Regions from separate parts of the Mus musculus genome. Here region 1 is linked to region 2. The links are chromatin contacts, called in public promoter capture Hi-C maps. All regions are on one chromosome and are shown on one strand. Each heading gives the region's core, a stretch centred on a gene start, on an enhancer-like site or on the middle of the called end of the contact. The rest is flanking DNA. Distances are from core to core; before and after follow the strand shown.

What was found. Promoter capture Hi-C pulls out the DNA fragments that hold promoters and counts their contacts.
Region 1: a promoter capture Hi-C map of pre-B cells shows a contact between it and region 2, with 4 times the contacts expected there. The contact joins the promoter of Parp16 here to the promoter of Pias1 in region 2. A contact is called at or near these places in 2 of 39 promoter capture datasets (erythroid cells and pre-B cells).

The regions. Positions count from the first base shown.
Region 1 is chr9:65,213,173-65,216,734 of GRCm38.p6, forward strand. It overlaps Parp16 (poly (ADP-ribose) polymerase family, member 16), which reads left to right and starts at 1,518. Exons shown (of 7, transcript NM_177460.4): 1 at 1,518-1,691; 2 at 2,177-2,460. The coding sequence starts at 2,287.
Region 2 is chr9:62,978,365-62,982,306 of GRCm38.p6, forward strand. It overlaps Pias1 (protein inhibitor of activated STAT 1), which reads right to left and starts at 2,515. Exons shown (of 14, transcript NM_019663.3): 1 at 2,484-2,515. The coding sequence starts at 2,507. It overlaps Gm35574 (a long non-coding RNA gene), which reads left to right and starts at 2,150. Exons shown (of 6, transcript XR_379535.2): 1 at 2,150-2,163.

The DNA of each region.
Region 1 (3,562 bases), core at 268-2,767, 2.2 Mb after region 2:
ATTATACTTATGTGGCAGGAGAGGTGGTGAGAAGGTTTTCTCAGAGTGAGGGTCATGCGATATGCCTCAGACATGCAGCAGGTACCTTAGGGTTCCAGATGCTCCATGGGGCCCTAGGGGCCCCAGGACTTGGGGTGCTGGAGGGGTTTTATTTGAGGTCATAGGCTCTCAGACATTTTGGTGATTCCAAATCAGCCCAGGCCTTACAACAACCATTACCATTTGGACTCCTGGGGGTGGTTTGCATCATTGTTTGGCCTGGGAAGCTCTCTAGGGTCTGAGAATATAGTTCTGCCTGTCTTCCCTCCCGAAGTCTGAGGAGCACAGGGCCAGGTCCCATTCGGATGCCCAAGAAGGGGGTGATTTCTCAGAGAGCAGAGCCAGTGTGTGTGTATGTTTATTTATCTAATTAATGGTTGTTTTTGTTTTTGTTTTTGTAAAGTTTTGTTTTGGGGTTTGTTTTTGTTTTTTTTGAGACAGGGTTTCTCTGTGTAGCCCTTGCTGTCCTGGGATTTGATCTGTAGACCAGGCTGGACTTGAACTCAGAGATATGCCTGCCTTTGCTTCTGGTGTGCTGGGACTAAAGGCGTGAGCCACCACCTCTCAGCACGTGTGGGGTCTTTAAAGGGGACTTTTAGTCTAACAATTCAGCACTGGTCTTAGATTTCTATGTGACCAGAAGGCCAAGTGCTTTTTTTCTAGTGAGGTCTTGAAGAAGAAGAGGTAAAGGGAATCTGTTCTTACATTTTTTATTTTATTTTATTTATTTATTTTGGTTTTTCAAGACAGGGTTTCTCTGTATAGTCCTGGCTGTCCTGGAACTCACTTTGTAGACCAGGCTGGCCTCGAACTCAGAAATCCTCCTGCCTTTATTTTAATTTTTTAATGTATTTATTTTATGTATGTGAGTACACTGTAGCTGTACAGATGGTTGTGAGCCTTCATGTGGCTGTTGGGAATTGAATTTTTATTTAGGACCACTGCTTGCTCTGGTCAACCCTGCTCGCTCAGTCCCTGCTTGTTCCGGCCCAAAGATTTATTTATTATACATAAGTGCACTGTAGCTGTCTTCAAACGAATTAGAAGAGGGAGTCAGATCTCATTACCAGTGGTTGTGAACCACCATGTGGTTGCTGGGATTTGAACTCAGGACATTCAGAAGAGCAGTCAGTGCTCTTACCCGCTGAGCCATCTCACCAGCCCTACATTTATTTATTTTGTGTATACGTTCACATGTGGGCACACTTGAGCCTTGGTGCAGGTGTGGAAGTCATAGGACAAATTGCTAGAGTCACTTAGCTCCTAACATATGGGATCCTGGGATAGAACTCAGGTCGTGAGGACGGACAGCAAGTGCCTTTACTCGACCAGTTGCTGAGTCATCTTGGGGTCCGGTCTTTTCCCTTCGGCAGGGTTAGGTCATTGTTCTCCCAGTGCCTGTTTTCCCGACTTCCTGTTAGAGGCCTTCGAAGGAGGAGGATCCTGGGAAATCTGAGGTCAGACATTTGAGCAATTCAGAGAATTGCGGAGGCTGTAAGGTAGAGAGGAAGGTCTTTGGGTCGGCTACAGTGTCTTGAGAAAGTATTGTGTCACTCCGACCTTCAGTTTTCCCTGGGTATCAAGTGGCTTCTTGTGTGCAACGTGTCAGCTCCAGAGGAAACCGATTTATTCAACAGGTGGCAATTCCCAAGGTGAGCGAGGCTGGCTCAACCCGTGGAGCCAGGACAAAGACAATTCCCCGGGGCGGGTCCCGGGGCGGTTTCCACTTGGGGCGGTGGCGAGGATGACTAGCAGCCGCATTGGGCACCTTTGCCCAGCACCCGGGGCAGCTGGGATCCTCCGGGACCTGTGGGCGGGCGCGAGCTGAGCAAGGGCGCGGGAAGGGGCGGGCCTGGGCCGGGTGGGCGGAGCGGCGTGAGAGCGGCGGGCGGGGAGGTAGGCGGTGGCTGCTGGCAGTGTGGGGCGGCCAGGACTGATCGGCCGGGTCCCCGGGGTACTACCCACGCCGGGTGCAATAGCGACAACTCCATACCGGGGACTCCGGGACTGGCGGGACCCGAGAGGCGACTCTCCCAGATCCCGTGTTTCCCCGCACTGAGCGACCGTGCCCAGTGTCCTGCAGAGGACGCTCGCCGGCGCGTTCTCACCAATGTCAATTTGTCACCCCTTTGCCTAGCTCCACCCCCCGGGCTGGAAAACCTGGCAGCAGACGGTCTACGGTCCCCCGGGCCCAGGCCCCGCGCTGCCCCTCCTTGTCTCCTCCCGGCCACGCGCTACGAGCCCGGGATGCAGCTCTCCAACAGGGCAGCAGCCAGGGAGGCAGCGAGCCGCGACGTGCTGGCTGCGGACCTCCGCTGCAGCCTCTTCGCCTCGGCGCTGCAGAGCTACAAGCGGGACTCGGTGCTGCGGCCCTTCCCCGCCTCCTACGCCCGCCACGACTGTAAGGACTTCGAGGCCCTGGTGAGTCCGTCCTGATCCACCGTTGCTCGCTGCATCCTGGGCCAAGTGGCCCTGTGGAACGGCAGGCAGGAGCAGCTCCACCCGTGTTAGAAAACACGCCAATTCCCTGGACTTCCCACCCAGCCTGGCCTTGGGGAAGGTTCCCATCAGCAAGAACACTCCTAAACACCCTCGTGCAGACACACTGCCAGGTCATTCGGTGGCTGCTTCCTTTTGTCAGTGACTTAATCCCAGGAGTGATGGAATAGCTACATAGTCCTCCACAAAACGCTCTAGTGTGGCCCTAAAGGGGCGTTGATCTGAACCAGCTGTTCTGCCTAGATAAGAAGTTGTCCCTCCCTCTGCAACTAGTTAGACTTTGCCCTTCAGATGAAGTTACATATTAACAGTACTTATATAAACTGCCACGCAGTGCACATAGGCGTTGTTACTTTCTGATGATTTATAATTCGGAGTGCTGGGATGGATTACAGGTTTCAGCACTTCGCATGACCCATACATAAATCATATAATTTCTTTAAGAGTTAGGGTATTCCAGATGTCAGTTATCATTGTAATCCAAATATTTGGAATTATCTGGAAAGATATAGCTTGCCAAAATTGACTCAGTGAAGAAAATAGAAAGTCTCCAGTAGTGGTGGTGTACACCCACAATCTCAGCTCTCAGAAGGATGAGGCCGGAGCACAAATTTGAGGCTAGCCTGGGCTATAAAAAGAAACAAGCAAACAAACCTTTGCGCCTACCTGCGTCAGTGGCAAGTTCTATTTCAAATACAGGAGTAATACATGATTACAGTTTCATAGAAATTCTTCCAAAATACTGAAAATGTAGTTAGATATGGTGGTAGACAAACATCTGTAATCCCAGCCCCTGGAAGGTGGAATCATTCAATTAATAGTTCAAGGTCAGCCTCAGCAATAAATCGAGTTTCTGTACAGCCTGGATTACATAAAACTATCTTGAGCAAAACAAGAAAGCAGGAAAGAAAAAGAGTTTGGAATATCCTTGGTATTAAATCTGATAAAGATAATACAAGGAAAGGAAATTATTGAGCAATTCCATCCCCGAGTATAAATGCAAAAATCCAGGGCTTGGGTGATG
Region 2 (3,942 bases), core at 1,265-3,764:
AGATCAGCTGATCCTCAAAAAGAGATTCACCTGCCTCTGCCTCCCAAAGGCTGGGATTAAAGGTATGGGGCCACTATGCCTGGCCCCGAAGGCACTTTCTTAAAATAGAAACAACAAAGGTACTCTGTTCTTTGCAGGTACTTTTCCCATATGGTTTTCAAGCCTTACTACATGGTCCATGTATAAAAAACTTGGCCAGCTATTTTTCAAATTGACTCCTAAAAAGTATTAGGAAGCAAAGATAAGACAGCAGCAACTCTGAAGAGGATGGGGGTGGCACATGCTTTTAATCCCAGCACTTGGGAAGCAGGAGGCAGGCAGATCTCTGAGTTCTGAGTTTGAGGCCAGTCTGTTCTATAGAGTGAGTTCCAGGACAGCCAGGGCTACACAGAGAGAAACCCTGCCTCAAAACAAAATCAAAAATAAAAGATGACAGTAACATAGTGACAGAAAAATAATTACATAAAATACACATACTTGAGCTCTGGGGTTTTTTGTTCGTTTGTTTTTATGCAAGGTGGTTGTCTCCAAAATGTTAAATTTCAGAGGCTTTCTTGGTGAAATCAATAGTCTGAAATTGGGATAAAAAAAACTATCCAAGTCAGGAATGGTGGTGAATGCCTTTAATCCCTTTAATCCTAGCACTAAGGAGGCAGAGGCTAGAGGATCCCTGAAGTTTAAAGCCTGTATGGTCTGTCTACACAGTGAGTTCCAGACCAACCTCAGCAACATAGCAAACCTCTGTCTTAAAAAAAAAGGGGGGGGGGGCGCTATCCATTAAGATTTTCTGTCTTAAACAAGTTAGTAATTAGAAGTAAACTTAAAAAAAACAAATACCCAAATCTTGTACAAAAATCTTGATATGTTAACACTCCAAAGTTACTAAGGAAAAAAAGATCTTCCAGTGAGGCTTTTACACACACACACACACACACACACACACAGGTGCACGGAAAGAAAAGTGTCCAGAAACACAGGTAGTGGTCTGCTTGTTTTAGAAGTTATTTCATTATAATGGGGAAAATAATAATTTTTTTTATTGATTATAAAAAGAATTTCTAAATCTCCCTGAGGATTTATAATTGCATAGCCCAATCTCCACTCTGACAGAGATGTGCTATAACCAGCTGTTTGGTTCGCACACAGGAAGCCAGAGAAGGGAATACCATGTTCAGAGCCTCTAAATAATATGCGTTAGTTAAGAACTGCCTGCCTGCTACTAAACCAGAATTATTCAAGCAGAGACCCATTTGTCACAATCCAATCATAAGGGTTCCACCAGCCCTCCCCCAACTGCTTGTGTAGTGGTATATGTGCTTCAGTAAAGGAGCCATCATCAGGTAAAGATTGGGGTGGGAGAAAAAGCGGGGGAAAGGGGGCACCCTTTCATCTAATTTCGCGAGGCATGAGTAATTGGTACAGTTGAGAGGAACGATGGAACGTTCTATTTATTGGAGGTTGGGGTGGGATGGGGGGTGGGTGGGAGGAGAATTTCGTTTAAATCAACATGGCCAGCAAGATGTCCCTAACAAACAAAAGGCAACGGGGGATATAAACACGAACCATTCACCTCCATCAGCTATAGCATCGCCATCATGGTGTGTTTAGAGACCCCCAAGGCTGCTCTCATCTGCCACACCAGAGACAGCAAGAGTGCAGAGAGGTGGCTGCATCCCCACCACCGCTCCCAAAAGCACACTCTTTCAATGGGTTGCTCCCCACCACCACACACACACCCTCCCCGGTGGCCCGAAATCAAGAGAGAAACAGTAACGTCCCGCCCGGGCAGACTCCCCCTGCAACCCTTTAGCCGAACCCCCAACGCCGGCTCCGGGCTCGCTAAACTTTCCAAGAGCTTCTCCCTCGTATTCCCTAGCCGATTGCCCCGGGATCGCGCATTCCCTCTGGCCGGGCACCCATTGACAGGCGGGCGGGCAGCGGCGGCAAGCGAGGCGGGGGCGCCTGGGCGCCGCGGAGGGGCGGGGCGGCCGGAGCCAAGTTCCCGGGGGTCCGAGCGCTGCGCCTGACAGGAGCCCGGGACGGCGAAAGAGGAAGAGGAAGCGGCAGCGGGGCAGTTTTCCCGATCCCCCTCTTCCCAGAGCAGCCTACACCCCCCCACCCCCTGGCTGCCCATGGGGGGGGGGGGGGGAGGCGGGCTGCAAGGTAAGGCACCCAGGCCCCGGGGACCGCCGCTGCCGCCACGTCCCGACTCACTCTCTCTTCGCCCCGCCACCCCCGCCAGAGGCGCCCACAACAATAACACGCCGGGGACGACCCGTCAGCGCCCCCGAGGCACCCGGGGCCCACGGCCCGCCGCAGCCAGGCCCCCTCCACTAAGGCCCGGAGCGCCTCTCCCGCCTACAACTCCAGACTCGGGTGGAGCCCGGCCCGAGCGGGCCCCCCAGGGTCCGACCCATCCCCCCGGCAGCCGCGGCGCCGTCTCCGCGGCCGAATATTAGAAGTGAATTCGAGCTGCGCTTTACCTTTAGTTCCGCACTGTCCGCCATCTTGCGTCTGTCAGCGCAAGCGCAATGAAGCTCGCCGGGGGCCGCGCTGGAACCTCCCCTCTAGCGGACTTGACTCCGCCTCCACCCCGCCCCTCAGCCTTCCCGCTCCGCCCCTGGCCTCCGCCCCACTCCAGGAGCTCGCTGCCCCGCCCCGGGCACGCACAGCTGCGAGACCCACACGCACTATTTAAATAATGGCGCCAAGCGGGAGTTTGACAGTTACTACCCCCTCGGCCTCCCCGCCCCCACACTGGCCGAGCCAGTAGCGCCCAGGGAAGAGGCCACATCTGGGGAGGTGTTGGCCTCAGTCTCATCCTTCGGCTGCCCTCTGAGCCCCAGTTGACTGAAGCCACGGCGCGCCCCCATGCGCAAGATGCGTTCTGCACCTGTACCCTACCCAGCTGCCGGTCGATCACAACTAGCCAATTAGTCAGTTTTGTCTAAGGAGAATTTGACGAAGCGTTTCTGGGTTTACGCAGATCCTCATGATGAGGCAGTTAGGCCAAAAAAGAAAAAAAAAAAAAAATATATATATATATATATATATCATTCCCATGGTATCTTTTCCGAAATAAAAGCTCTGAGGGGAAAAAGGGACTCTCCTAAACAGCATTTAACAGTAGTAGCTAAGGCAAATTCTGAAGACATTTATTCATCGCGTCACCCTGGGTAGTCAGAAATTAGAGAAGATCCCTGACCTGTCGCTCATGGGGTACAGATCTGTGAACTATTAAGATATAATTACTAATGGTGATGAACAGCATAGAGATTAAAAGGCTCACCAAGAGAAAAATGGATTGGGGGGGGTGGGGTGTGCTTAATCCCAGAAGGGTTTTCTTCACCTACATTGATATTTAGACTTACTCCTATCTACTAAAAGCTTCCTTCAAAACCCCAGCCTTTTTTAACTGATCAACTTTTTACTATCAAAATCCTCTTAACATTTGGGTTACTCTGAATTCAAGAAGGCCAGGTCCTGACCAGTGACCTGGATTATTTCACTCCCACATGCCCACATGTTTTACTCCAGTATCTTTATAGTTCCAACCCCCTTTCTTCAAGGAATCATTTTCATCAGCATATAAACATAACCAAAATTCCTTACTTAAATTTATGCTTCCTCTGGATCCAAAATTACCTTCAATGGGTACTCTATTTCTCCGCTTTCTTCACTGAATAAATTCACAAACAAGACTTCATTTTTCTACAAGTACTTGTTCCCATTTCTTCAGTGGCATTACCTCCAAACCTATCCTGAGGCAGCTCCACTGCCTGCCCTATCTTGAGCTCTCATCTACACCTTTTCGAAGCCCACTCTCAGTTCCCAGGGCTTACCTCAATTGCCTAGAGGGAACTGCTAACAGTTGATGTGATTGCTTTCTCTGGAAACAGAGTTCTTGAACTTTCCTCCACATCACTGCCACTGTCCCAACAT